2 separate regions of the Oryza sativa genome follow, and region 2 is linked to region 1. Evidence: chromatin contacts called from public HiCAR-type data. All regions are on one chromosome and are shown on one strand. Each heading gives the region's core, a stretch centred on a gene start, on an enhancer-like site or on the middle of the called end of the contact. The rest is flanking DNA. Distances are from core to core; before and after follow the strand shown. Region 1 holds the start of LOC4350322. Region 2 holds the start of LOC9268251 (flavin mononucleotide hydrolase 1, chloroplatic).

Region 1 (6,838 bases), core at 2,325-4,824:
TTCAAAGCCAACTTAATATATCATTACATGGAAACCTAAGGTGATGTGATGCATGTGCTCACAATCTCGCATATGCCTTGTCAAAGATTTAACACACCTAGGAAAAGTTCACATATTATTTTAATTTTAGCAGAACCAGTCTTAATTGTCAAGCATACTGCACAGACAAATTTTCAAAATGGGAAACATGGATGTGATTTTGGGCCAAATATTCTACACCAAGATACAGCTGTCAACACTCAAAAAAGAGAGATAGAGTATCAAATCATTCAAACCTCCTCAGACATAACATAAGGCCTCTGGTTTCTCCAATGTGGACATGAAAGGTGCTGCTCCTTGAAAAGCCACATGAACTGAAAAGATTTAAGCATAAATAATTACATTACAGCATTGGAAGGATAGAAAAGGTGAAGAAAAATATAAATATCATTTCATTATTTAATAATATATGGTTCCAAAGAAAACCTTGTGCAAATCATCCTTTGTGTCAGCTGCATAGAACTTGCAATCCTCAGGTAGCTCTGGAGAAACAAAAGAAATAGCTGTTTTCTTCAATTCCTGCCTACTTTTGTTTTCTGATGGAAGATCCTGACAAGTACCAATGTTAAAAGATGGAAGTTGATAACAATTATACAATGTCTGGCATGACAAATGCTTATGATGGGAACTTACTCGAATGAAAACAGCTGTACTAGGTAAGCCCATGGCCCGAAAAACAGACAAGCATTGTGATCCAAAATCATCAATTGGACTGCTCGAATCACAATCGTATAATGAATTTGCTGATAGTACAAATGCTAGCAAATCAGCAACCTATGTAGGAAAGATATAGTTTGCAAGATCCAGATTAGAGGCAAGAAATTTCAACAAAAACAATTATGACAAATTGATTTTGATTGAATGAACCTTTGCCAGTTCCATGCATGATGTAAGATCACCATAAGGTGCTTCAAGTACCTTCAAGAACCATATGAATATAAAAGCAATGTTATCATTCATGTCGTGTGCAGATTCAATGAATGGAAATTAAGAAATTAACAGCAATATATATAAAGAACAACTAAAACATGAGACCAAGTGCTGATACAATGGTTCAAAGACCTATCTATAGTTCAACACATGCACATCAGAGAGATGATACAATGGTCATAATTTTTTGGTGAACGTGAAAATAGAGATATTACTAAATAGTGTGTCCTGCCTACAGGTATGTGTGGTACAACTGTATTTAAATTAAACTAACCGTGGTTCGAAGTTTATATGTAGGAGAAGCAACAGTGGAAGAAGTTGGTTTCTCTTCATCACCAGAAGCAATGGTTAAAAGGTCTTTGGCAAGTGATCTGACATTTGCCGACGAGGAAAGGCCAAAAAGAACCTGCAATAATCATCAGTTACCCCAAGGAAATGTCTATCATCTGACCGTAGGAAACAACAAAAGTGACAATCAAAGTAGGACAACAAGAGCTAAGTTCATAAATACTAACAACGACACGGGGCGCACTCGAAGATCCAACGGAAGAGCGCTTCTCCTTCAGCAAAGCAGCACGTTTCTGATCACGGATCTGCAACCAAGCAAAACCATTACAGTAAACAAGAAAAAACTGATGAGGCTAGAAAAAACAAGAGCTCTTAACAAACCAAAACATAATGCTCAGCGACCATATCAGTATATGTAATCCAAGTTGAGCAGAGATCAAAACAGAGAAAATGAATTAAAGAACAAATAAATTGGATGACAGTTGGAAGACATGCTTTGGAGCCATCATAACTAGGACAAAGGAACATAGTGGCTGCACGGCAATTTGCAATACTTTCCACTTTACTGTCTAGCATGAAAGGAGATGAATCAAAGAAATACAGAAAGAATAACTAACTATATGTTGAATGAATTTACCATAATAATAAAAAAAATAGTACAAAACAATGGTTTCTTCAAGCCAACCAGAAGAAACACTTTCAAGATCTCTGCATCTAGCAAACTATTACTGTAATAACAAATTTTCCAAGAATCTGGATGAATAGAGAATATGCAGAGATCAATCTGCCATCTAACATAAAGAAGGAAGTGATAGTTTTGTTCAAAATAAACATTAGGATACATCACTGATCATACAAAAAGCCCAGCCTTGCTGGATCCCTCCTTGCGTTGCAGGCCACTTCCTGTCTTGTGTCAGTCTAGTTCTGGAAAATTATCATGTTTCTATCTTCACAAATAATCAAGATGCTGTTAAAGTAGATGTTTGCACCATTGGCCTCTGACACCAGCCTATGAGGCTTGCTACCCAACAGTCAACAATGCTTCAGTAGATGAATGGTTGAACATGCTGAAGGACCTTACAACTAACAACACTGAGGACAGTGAACCAGGATAAGCAAAAAAAAAAGTACAAATTCCTGTTTTTACTTTGTAAACTACTTGAGTTCGTGTTGTAATGAAGATATCCATGTCCCTTGTCCACCTATCATAACACAAGAACTAAAATAGCAAAAGCTCATTTCTTGTTAGAAAAGTTTATATGTTGTTACACTCCAGTATAATGAAAATCAACTTCAGATGCAACACACAGGTGCACTGTTGGTCTTCTAAAATTTTATGGGAATGCTATAAGCTGTACAAGCTGAAGGTTGAAGTTCAGCTGTGTAAGCTGAAGTTTGGACGGTCCACTAGCCATCTATTTTTCAGATATCATTTTAGTCTGCACTGTCAAAGATTAATTGCCATTCACTCTGAGACTGAGTATACTGGCTGTCAGATGTGTTCCCTATCATGTCGCAGGTATTATTATTGATTTATTGGAAACATGTCTTATTTCTTGGAGTACTTAACAATTTTAATAAACATTTGTATTAATTGGCTGCTGGTCTTATCAATATGCTTTGTGCTTCACAAAATAAACATCAGAAGAAAAAAAAATAGCTCCATACAGCCACCCGAATCGGAATTAGCCAGCTTTGACATCTACCCAAAAGTCACAATCAGTCAAGCACATACTCTAGCTAATAACCAAGCACAAAAGTAAAGGTGCGATGCACTGCGAGAGCTGAAGCCTCACCGCCTTGCTCCGCTGGACGCGCGCGGCGCGGGCCCCCTTGACGGCGGCGCGGTGGCTGCCCTCCGGCTTCCCGGTCCTGACCTTATCTGCCGAACAACAAAAAGACGCCGCCATCCATCAGCGTAAGGCAACGAAGAAGAGGAATGGGATTGCCGGGGGCGGGAGGAGGACGAGGAGAAGGAGAAGGGGAGACCGCCATGGGCGCCGTACCGATCTTGTGCGCGTGGCGCGACGCCTTGGAGGCGAAGCGTGTCTTGTGCGGCTTGTTCACCTGCGCGCGCGCGCCTCCCATCGCGCGCCGTGTTCGCCGCCGGCGAGGGGGTGTAGAGGGTGGGGGGAAGGGCGGCTACGGCGCTCCCTCCCGCGTGCGGAGCGGCCCGCCGCCAAGCTTACGCACCGATCCCTCGCCGCGGCGGTGGTCGCCGTCGGCTGCTTCGGTCGGCGGCGGCGGCGGTGGCCTGGCTGGAAGTGGGCGCGAACAAAGGGAGGCGGCTGCGCGTGCGCGGATTGCTGGTCGGTACAAGGGGGAGAGAGAGAGAGAGAGGATTTTAGGGTTTAGTGCAACCCGTAGCTTCACTTTGTTTTGGCCCACTTGACGGATTGCTTGATGGGCCAACATTTTGAGGAAGAAAGCCCAACCCACTCTACGTATAACCCAGAAAGAAAACGTATACTTTGACTCCCTCAACTATCTCCCGAGTATGATTCATGTCCTCCGACCACAAAACCGGTATATCGACTCCTCTAACTATTAAAACCGGTGCAAACTATGTCCCTCGGTGATTTTGAAGATGGTTTTAGCTGATGTGGCGCCTATGTGGTGGTCTTAACTGGGTCTTTGTCCTATGTGGCGTTTATATAGCTTTAGAATGTATCTATCTATATCTATATACCAATTATAAAAATTCAAGAAATTCAAGGTGTTTTTGTCTAGAAATTTGTTACGACACATCCGTGTTAGAATCGATTTTAATTAAATATGTTTCCGTATCAGAATTTTGGTTTTATCTGTATTTGGGGGGGGGTTTGCCCCTTGGCGTAAAAGGGGTGAAAAAATGTCCGTAAAAAAAGAAAAAAAAAGAGCGAAAAAGGTCCCCAAAAGAAAAGTCCGATTCCCTGGAAAAAAAAGTCGTTCGTAAAAAAAATTAAAAATGCAAAAATAAGATCCGATTTGTATGCAACGATAAAAAAGTAAAAAAAAAAAGCAAAATACGTAAAAAAAGCGAAAAAAAGGCCGTCGGAAAAAAATAAAGACTGAAAAAAGGCTGTGAAAAAAACTATATCCAAAAAGATAAAAAGGCGAAAAAACAAGAAAAATAATAAGAAAGGCAAAAAATATGCCTTCCAAAAAAGAACATAACATTTCCGTCATAATCTTTACCTATCTATCAATCTATCTATTCTTTCTATTATATACTAAAAATCCATTAAACTTCCTACAAACGCTCCTAAATCGACATGTGGCATCCTATAAACGCTCTCGAGTCGCCACACGTCACTCTATTAAAATAGAGAAATCTGACTGTCGATTTTCCTTTAAATTGGTGGACTCATTAATTTTGATGGACCTTATCGTTAGATTTATCTTAAAAGGAAATCAAAATCTCGATCCATCCGTCCAACGCAAGTATGATCCCTCCGTAGCGTACGTACTATCCATGTATCCATCTGACCTCCTCCGTTTCCCCTTTGTGTGTGTACGCTTTTCTTTCACTTCTCATGCCGGCGGAGAAGAGAAGAAAAAAAAACACGTACACTATTTGACAAAAAGAAAATATGTACGTACCCAGTCACATACGAAAAATATAGAGAAAAAAACACACACACGTACGTACCCCCGGAAAAAGAAAAAAACATAACATGTACTCCCTCCATTTCAGTCTCCATTTCACAATGTAAAACTTTTTAGCATTACCTATATACATATAGATGTTAATAAATCTAAACACATATATATATCTAGATTCATTAACATCTAAATAAATATGAGCAATGCTAGAAAGTCTTACATTATGAAACGGAGGAAGTATACTATTAGACCTGTGTTTTGAAAATAAAAAAACCCAGTTATAAATAGCACTCTCAAAAATTACTCACTCCATACTGTAAAAAAAACTAATATATCAAAATGAGGTTAGTAAATTTATTATGTATTATTTTTTCTTTATTTATATATTATTAGGAATTAAATATCAAATATATTATTTTTACATCGTGTCGTTGTCATTTATCTCCTACTTTAAACCTCGTTCGATCAAAGCTTATTGGGTGAGTTTATTTAGGCACTCAGAATAATGCAAGTCATTAGCACAGGTTTAATTGAGTATTAAATATTAAAAAGCGAAAATAAATTTAGTTGATCTTTCTAAAAAAAACTTTTATATAAAAAGTATTTGCAAAACATGCACCATATAATATACTGTTTAGCAATTTCAGGAAACATGTTTAGCAATTTCGGGAAACATGTTAAATATAAATAAGAGAGTAGCCAATCCGATAAGCACTTTAGAACACAGTCTTAAATTTGTTACTTAGGGTACTAAACATATGTCCTCACTTATCTCCATATATAATTCTATATACAAACCATTGTCCACAAATCGCTAAATAATATTACTTACGAGATATCCATGCACAATGCACCGAACGATAGCTGATATATGAGCACGTGTGTCATCCAGCACCGAAGATAAAGGGTGATACTAAGTGCGCAACCATCAACAAATTATAGGTAAATAGAATATAAAAACAATATACTATAAACAAAGTTGACTACAAGTACATTACACCTATGAGTAATACTATTCCTACACTTCTACAGATACTCCTAAGATGCCACGTGATGCTCTAATAAATTAGAGAGAATCTATGAAAAATTATATAAAAAGGTAAAATATTTATCCATCAGTTTACAATTAAATCAATGATCCATTATTTTCAACCATTAAATTAGATATTCTAAACTAATCCCTATGTGTTAAAAACTATATAGTTCTATGCATATGTACACAACTCCTACGTAAGTATGTACATAAGAGATATAAAAAGAAAAAAAAAAGAGTGTGTGTATATTATCCGTCCCATCTGGTAGTTTTCTCTTTCTTTCCAGCTCTAAGATTTTCCTAAATTGAAGATATATAAATGTAGCAACTACTCCAACTGAGGTGGTAAAACAAGCCATGCCATATGCAACTGCCTTACGCCACCCTTTGCTCCACTCTCTTCCCATCGATTTTCTCGAAAGTATTCTTTTTACTAATAATTTAAAAGACAATCATATGAACTCATATAAATATGTGCATAAGCACACTTAAAGTACACATGGGTACATCCTATCCCTATGTTAGAAAAAATTTTGTCCAAAAAAAAAGAAAAAACAAACGTATGTATGAGAGACTACTATTCCCCCCCCCTAAAAAAAAACGTACACGTAACTACATTATATCTATTTTTTTGTTGTTCTCATCCAAATAGTGTTAACAAATTAGCACAAATTCCAACGTATATTAGACCCTACGTACATGCATAGGTGAATTAGATGTATAATACAAGTAAAAAAATATCAAAACCATATGTGTTAGCAAATGATCATCGCGAGAGCATGTATTTTTTACGTGATCCTCGCCACTGAAGCTATTAGATAGTCGAATGATCAACTGTGCTAATCTTTTTTAAACAATATGCCTTTACTACTAAAATTTAGTACCATTCATTAACATCATAAACACATTATGTCTACTCTATACATAAATCAACTCAAGACACAAAAAAAAACCTTTTTTTCA
Region 2 (6,838 bases), core at 2,092-4,591, 190 kb before region 1:
AAACGTTATCCTACAAAGATATTAAAGTTGGTGACAATGTGTTCAGCTCATATTGGTTTTATGCACTAAAGAACCAACATACTATATCTAACCATTTTATGACATAAAGAAGTCCATTTGATCCATAGACATCGATCTGTTAACATATATATTAATATATTACTCCATTTAAAAAGAAAAATAAAATCTGAGAAATAGTATTACCAACTGTGCATGAACAGAATGTCCAGGACAAATACTTTGAGAGCTTTAACTTCTCCTCAACTAACTGGTACCTACAGAACATATTTCAGGAACAACCGAACAAGCACATGTGTACAAATGTGTCAAGATAAGTTGAAACCCACCACACTGGATAATTTGTAAATGCATGCACTTCATAGTTATTTTGCTTCAAACTGTAAAGAATGTCTTCAACACCATCGATGTACTCATATGCCCTCACCATGCATGCTTTCAAACCTATAGGAAAAAACACAATAATAATAAACATCTTCTAAGATATAAAAAAAGCTAACAGATTAGGTTTGAGAAAAACCTACGTCACAAAAGACAATAGCTATTAATAATTAGACAAGTACAAAGCTTTGAGTCTATATTTTACTATTGAAAATCCATTGAAGTAGGATATTAAGTTAATTAACAATTCTGAGTAAATGAAGCAATGAACAAAATCAAGTATCTTCAAACAATGATTATTTGATGCCAGTTTATAAAATGGAACAATCTGTATCCCCGGTAAAACACCTGATCTGATCTTCTCACCTTCCAAATCAAAAGACCTGCCATCATTGAAGAACTTTTTGGCCAGTTCATTCTGGAAGTAGAAGAAAAAAAATCACAAAATGGTGACTTGATCTCTGATCAGAGTAGAACAGAATATTCCAATTTCAGCTGAAAAAAATCATAAAGAGAAGGCATCTATTTTTGACTCCCGAAATCAGCCTGAAGTTCACTGACCCTGACTAAAAATTTCACCCCTACTTCCATATGCAGACAAATAACACACTAGACACTATTCCGCCATGGTTTTGGTCGATATGAAGGTGATTTCACTAGCATGGATCCTATTAGGCAAATTTCACTGACTTGGATTCATCTAAGTGGTATCCACATAAAGCGATACTTTACAAGTAGCAGGTTTTTGTCACTGAAAACTACATCCAAGTAAACAAAACCACTTTGGAATAGCATTAGGGGTGTTGTTTGTCCGGTTTGGATGTTTTGGGTGAAAATTGATTTTTAAGTTCAGGTGAAATGGGCTTCTAGCAGAGTTTGAGGGCCAAAAATAGACCTTTTTCCTAAAGACAACACACACCATGCAAAATAATAAGATAAAAAGAAGAATCTTAGTTATCTGTAACGGAACGATATATTAATTACATAGCATTAGAACTTTGACCATATGTAGGTTATAGAGTTCAGTAGCATGTGAATCATCAGGGTGCTTAGCAATCGCCAATAGTCAAACACTCAAACTAGGTAGATGTATTTTAAGATGCATACAAATTTCTATAATTCCCAAACCCATTATTTTTTCTTCCTCCTAACATGTGGACCGTAGTGAAGAAGTCATACACTGTAAGACCAAGTGGATCATACAATGGCATTCATTAATCCTACCCCGGTGCCAGTGCCATCACGAATCACTCTCGGAAACAATTTTCCTGATACAGATTAATTTCAGCATTTTCGTCACTTGTCTATCCTCAAATGCACATAACCTTTTGTGCTTGTTATCTATAGGACAAACATATAAAACTTACTTTCCTTGTTTAAACACCTAAAATGTTGAGCTAGTAAGTGTCCACCAAGTCCAGAAAGCAGTGATCAATGACCTAGTGGAGTAATGAATTTCTCGATACAAGAAATAGGATTACAGGAAGTAAGAACAATGACTAAGATAATGAAGGAACCACATATGTTATTGATGAACTGAAGTCATTTCAAGCGTGGCAAGCACAACTTGGCAACCTTTAATGTCCATTAGCAAAGTAAGTAACTGTCAATAATTAGTGGTATATTTCACAGAAACATAGGCAGCTAGTTGGCCGGGGTTGGCCGGGGCGTGGGTGTGTAGGAGGGCTTTGGTCTCTCCTACTTTGTATTTTTCCTTTATTTTCTTCCCCTTAATGAAATGAAACGCAATTCTCTTGCGTTTTCGAGAAAAATATTTCGCAAAAACAATTCAAAAGTCAAAACTAGGATCCTACTACCGTGGCCAATATCTCACCAATATATGAAAAGTAATAACTCACACCTCATCAATTAGACCCATCTCAAATTCAGACCATGCTGTTGGATGCTTGTTTTCGAGGAGTTCCTTCATTGACATTCTGCAGGCAAATATTGGATATTTATAATCCAGAAAGTAACACAAAATAGATATACAAATCATAGTAAAACATATAGGAGAAGATATTAATTTAAGGGTAAAGTCTAGTTTGGCCCTCAAACTCTTATTGGAATCAAAATTTCACACCAAACTCAAAAAACGGTTGGCTTCACCCCCATATTACAGGTAAACAACGCCCAAAACTCTATTCCATCATGGTTTTGATTGGGATGGTTTCACTGATATAAACCCAAGTATTTATAATGACAAAATGGAATCTGAGAAGAGTTAAAGCAAGAAAAATAAAATAGACTTCACGCTTAAATTAACCGAATCATTGAGGTAATAAGTAATAAAATATTCAACACAGGATTTCTGAAACAGTTTTAGGTACTTGTGTGGTGCTAGTTCATAAACGAATATTGAATTCACAATTGTGCACTTATATATGATTTATTGGGAGTCTGAGCATTCCAGTACCAATGAAACCATTGCAATCCCACAGGGAAATCCAAGCCATTACTACAAAACCACCACATAGCCTAAGCCGGATCCAGACAAAAACGCAAGATCATTAACATTCATAGCCCCTCTAATACGAGCAACAGTAAGCCCCCAAGAACCCCCAAGCAGGCATTCCGTCGAACACCTCAACTGCAAACCCACACCAACACCGATCACAAGGGACGGGAGATGCACTGAACTGGAAGAAGGCCGGTATGTGGTGGTAGAAGGGGTCGCGGACGACGGTGTCCATGACGTCGAACAGCAGCACCGGCAGCTTCCTCGGCGGCCGGGACGCGGACGCCTCCGCCGTCGCCGCTGCAGCGGCAGGGGCCGCGGCGGATGTGGACGCCATGCACGGCGGCCGAAGGGCGGTGGGCTTGGGGATGGAGGAGGCGAGGCAGGGCGCGCGGGGGAGCAAGGAGACCATCAAGGATGGAGACTGGAGAGATGGTGCGGGGCGAGGAGAGGATGATTGCTTCTTGCTGCTAGTATTTTGCTCGCACACAGCCACCACAGGGGCCCGTCTACTGGAGACGAGACGACGGACAGGTGGCGCAATATTTTATTGATTTTGCTATATCTCACCTTTTTTTTCTTATCAAACCGCTCGATTTTCTAACACAAATTTTATTTTCTTTGATAGATACTCCTATATTTTATTTATCAATTTTGCTATATATTTGCTATATATTTGTCGATAAATTTTCTCCTACAAAAATTACACTGTCAATTTTAGAAGAAAATTTATCGATAAATATATAGGTGGTTCCTTATTTATTTATTTCCTCTACACTCGTAATGTGCTGGGGGGGTCGGGCTGGGTCGACCCAAAGTCTGACCCACGATACCCAAGGCGGTGATTTCCGACCCACAAAACATGCATGGACCACTGACCCACGAGCTGTCCATGGGGCGACCGGATTCAGATTGGCCAATCACGCCGTGGAGTGGCAATTCACAAAGCAACGACTAGTACGCACAACAGCCAGATCGTCTAAACAGATCAACAGCAGCACGGATCATCAAACCAAAAAAAATCATACTGGAAGATTAAGCATTTGACATCAGCAGAAATCGAACAGATAGCAGACAGCATCAAACCTAAAATTCATAGATGATTATATTAATCATTTGACATCAGCTGAAATCAAACAAATACGAGAAAACTGCAGAACTGAGGCCCGAGGAACGAGAGATTAACCAAATCGCTTAAACCATATGTAACTATTATGTAAGCAAAGACGAGGAAGCAACTGCTTTTGAATTTAGACATCATGCTATGCCTGAAAAGTGAAATCCATGAGCTACATCTGCATCCAATCCACCGAGAATCCAATATCTTTGATTCTTTTCTAGTTTTAGCATGGACAGAAGAAAGGAACACGCACAGAATTATTAATCATCCATGGCGCCGCTACCTCCGCGCGTCCGCCGGCTGTGGCACCGCCGGTAAGCTCCGTCGGCGGCGGGTCTGCAGGTCTCTCGGCCTTGCGTGTGTCTGCCGCGTCGCCGCTGCCTGTCGTGCAGTAGCTGGCGCCGAGCGAGGAGAAGATGAATGGGCAGGATGCCTGCCAGTAGGGCTCGTCTCGGAGACGGGACAGCGATCGCAGAGCGCCGAGCTCGTGAGGGCGATGGCGGCGGGGGCGGAGCACAGCAAGAATGCAGGATCGGCGGCGGGGGCGGAGATGACCGGCGATTAGTCAAATGCCTACTCAATGGGTCGGCCCACTTATGTTGATTGGGTCAAGGGGACCACGACCTATGTTGACCGGCGAAAAATCATGGGTCGACCCATCTGATTTTTGTCCCATGATTCTTGGGCTAGGTCACTGGGTCAGTGGGTTAACCCGGCCCACCTGCATCCCTAGTTGTCACTCATCCATTTAAACATATACACGTCGACCTAGCTCAGTGAGCATTTTCAAAAAATTGAGCTGATGTACGAAATCATTACTAGTATCAATCCAAAATATTCGTTGATAGCGAGACACCAGTAATGATCCAAATCAATCCAAGATGGCTACCAAGATTGTAAAACACATAAATAATACATAACTAATTCTTAAACTGCATTAGGTGGGGATTTTTTTCCCTAATAAAGATGAAGATGAAGTTAGGACATGTAAAATGATTGATTAAATTTTAATTATTATAAACTTGAAAAATTAATTAACTTGATATTTTAAAACAATTTATATATAGAAAGTTTTCACAGAAAATGTATCGTTTAGCAGCCTGAAAAACATTCTAACAGAAATTGAGGTAAAATCTATATCTTCATCTTTTCATTGATAAACTTTTGATAAAATTTACGAAGGACACTTTTGACAGTGTAACACCTTTCAACCCTGTCCTATTGTATGGAGAAGAAATGCATGTGCTTGCAATGACAACGTTAACTGATGCATGGTAGGAGTACAACCTAACAATCATTTACTTACTCTTTGAATTTTTCTAGATGGTACTTGCTCTTCATTGTGGCCTTGAAAACCAGGTTTCTTTCTCCTGCTGTCACACTCTGATTTGAAATTTATATCAATTAAAAAGTTAATTAAAGATGGGAAATAAAATTTTGTTTAATAAATCATGGCTGAAGTTTTTCTCAACATGTCCTAAAATACTCTTTGGAATTTTGAGAGCTAAGAATCTAATTTTATTAATATAAATTTTATTTCAGTTATTATTTCAACGGAAAAACAAATTAAAATCCTTCTCGTATGTCCGGGCGGAATCCAACCCAAGTCCCATAGTCTTCTCTCCCATCAGCATTAGGTGGAGGTTTTTTTTTCCCTAATGAAGATAAAGATGAAGTTAGGACATGCAAAATGATTGATTAAATTTTAATTATATAAACTTGAAAAACTAACTTACTTGATATTTTAAAACAACTTATATATAGAAAGTTTTCACAAAAAATATATTGTTTAGCAGTTTGAAAAACATTCTAACAGAAATTGAGGTAAAATCTATATCTTAATCTTTTCATTGATAAACTTTTGACAGAATTTGCGAATGGACACTTTTGACAGTGTAACACCCTTCAACCCTGTATGTTGTATGGAGTAGAAATGTGCTTGCAATGACAACGTTAACTGATGCATGGTAGGAGTACAACCTAACAGTCATTTACTTACTCTTTGAATTTTTCTAGATGGTACTTGCTCTTCATTGCGGCCTTGAAAACTAGGTTTCTTTCTCCTCCTGCTGTCACGCTCTGATTTTTTTCCGTAATTTAAATTACTTCATGAAATATTTTTGAAATTTATAATAAAATTAATATCAATTAAGAAGTTAATTAAAGATGGGAAATTAAATTTTCTTTAATAAATCATGCCTGAAGTTTTTCTCAACATTCCCTAAAATACTCTTTGGTTTTGAGAGCTAAGAATTTAATTTTAATAGTATAAAGTTCATTTCAGTGATTATTTCAACGGAAAAACAAATTAAAATCCTTCTCCTCAATCCGTGCGGAATCCAACCCAAGTTCCATCGTCTTCTCTCCCGTCAGCCTTCTCCTTTGACGTGCAAGGCCTGCTTCCTACTCCCTCCTTTGGTCCGGCCTCTCTTTCATTTTCTTTTTCCGCGTCGGCCTAGCTAGTCCAACCCGTTTTCTCTCCCTCCTTCCTCCAGCTAGTCGCCATCTTGTTCCTCCGCGGCCCAACTCTCTGCACAGCCTAGCTCGCTCATGCTAGCCCGCTTGGCATCTCCTCCCCATTGTGCAGCCGACAGGTGGGGGTGGGTCCATCTGTCAAGCCTTTTTCCTTCTCCGGTCGGGAGACCGGCTAACTATTATCACCCCACTCCACTGTGAAATTTGGCCTCCCCACTCGCACACTCGCCTTCAAACTAGGTGGACTCGGTTTCTGAAGCATTTAGATTCCTGGCGTTGATTTTGGTATTTAATGACAAGCGCTAATTGTGGACAGACTATTTTGTTTGAGTGATGTAATATGAGTTAGAACCACATGATGTGTATGCCAAGGATGATTACCATGG

The links. HiCAR-type assays count read pairs that join an accessible place to other places.
Region 2: a contact with region 1 is called in a HiCAR-type map of leaf, with 2.4 times the contacts expected there. The contact joins the promoter of LOC9268251 here to the promoter of LOC4350322 in region 1. A contact is called at or near these places in 8 of 15 Hi-C or Micro-C datasets (leaf, leaf mesophyll, panicle and 2 more) and 3 of 4 datasets of contacts at active chromatin or transcription factors (all in leaf).

What each region holds. Positions count from the first base shown.
Region 1 is chr11:11,489,381-11,496,218 of ASM3414082v1, reverse strand. It overlaps LOC4350322, which reads right to left and starts at 3,574. Exons shown (of 21, transcript XM_015762353.3): 1 at 3,264-3,574; 2 at 3,054-3,139; 3 at 1,485-1,562; 4 at 1,244-1,375; 5 at 907-957; 6 at 673-813; 7 at 466-588; 8 at 276-353. The coding sequence starts at 3,345.
Region 2 is chr11:11,678,652-11,685,489 of ASM3414082v1, reverse strand. LOC9268251 (flavin mononucleotide hydrolase 1, chloroplatic) reads right to left here and starts at 3,341. Exons shown (of 7, transcript XM_026021349.2): 1 at 3,040-3,341; 2 at 2,261-2,336; 3 at 766-817; 4 at 348-462; 5 at 205-275. The coding sequence starts at 3,269.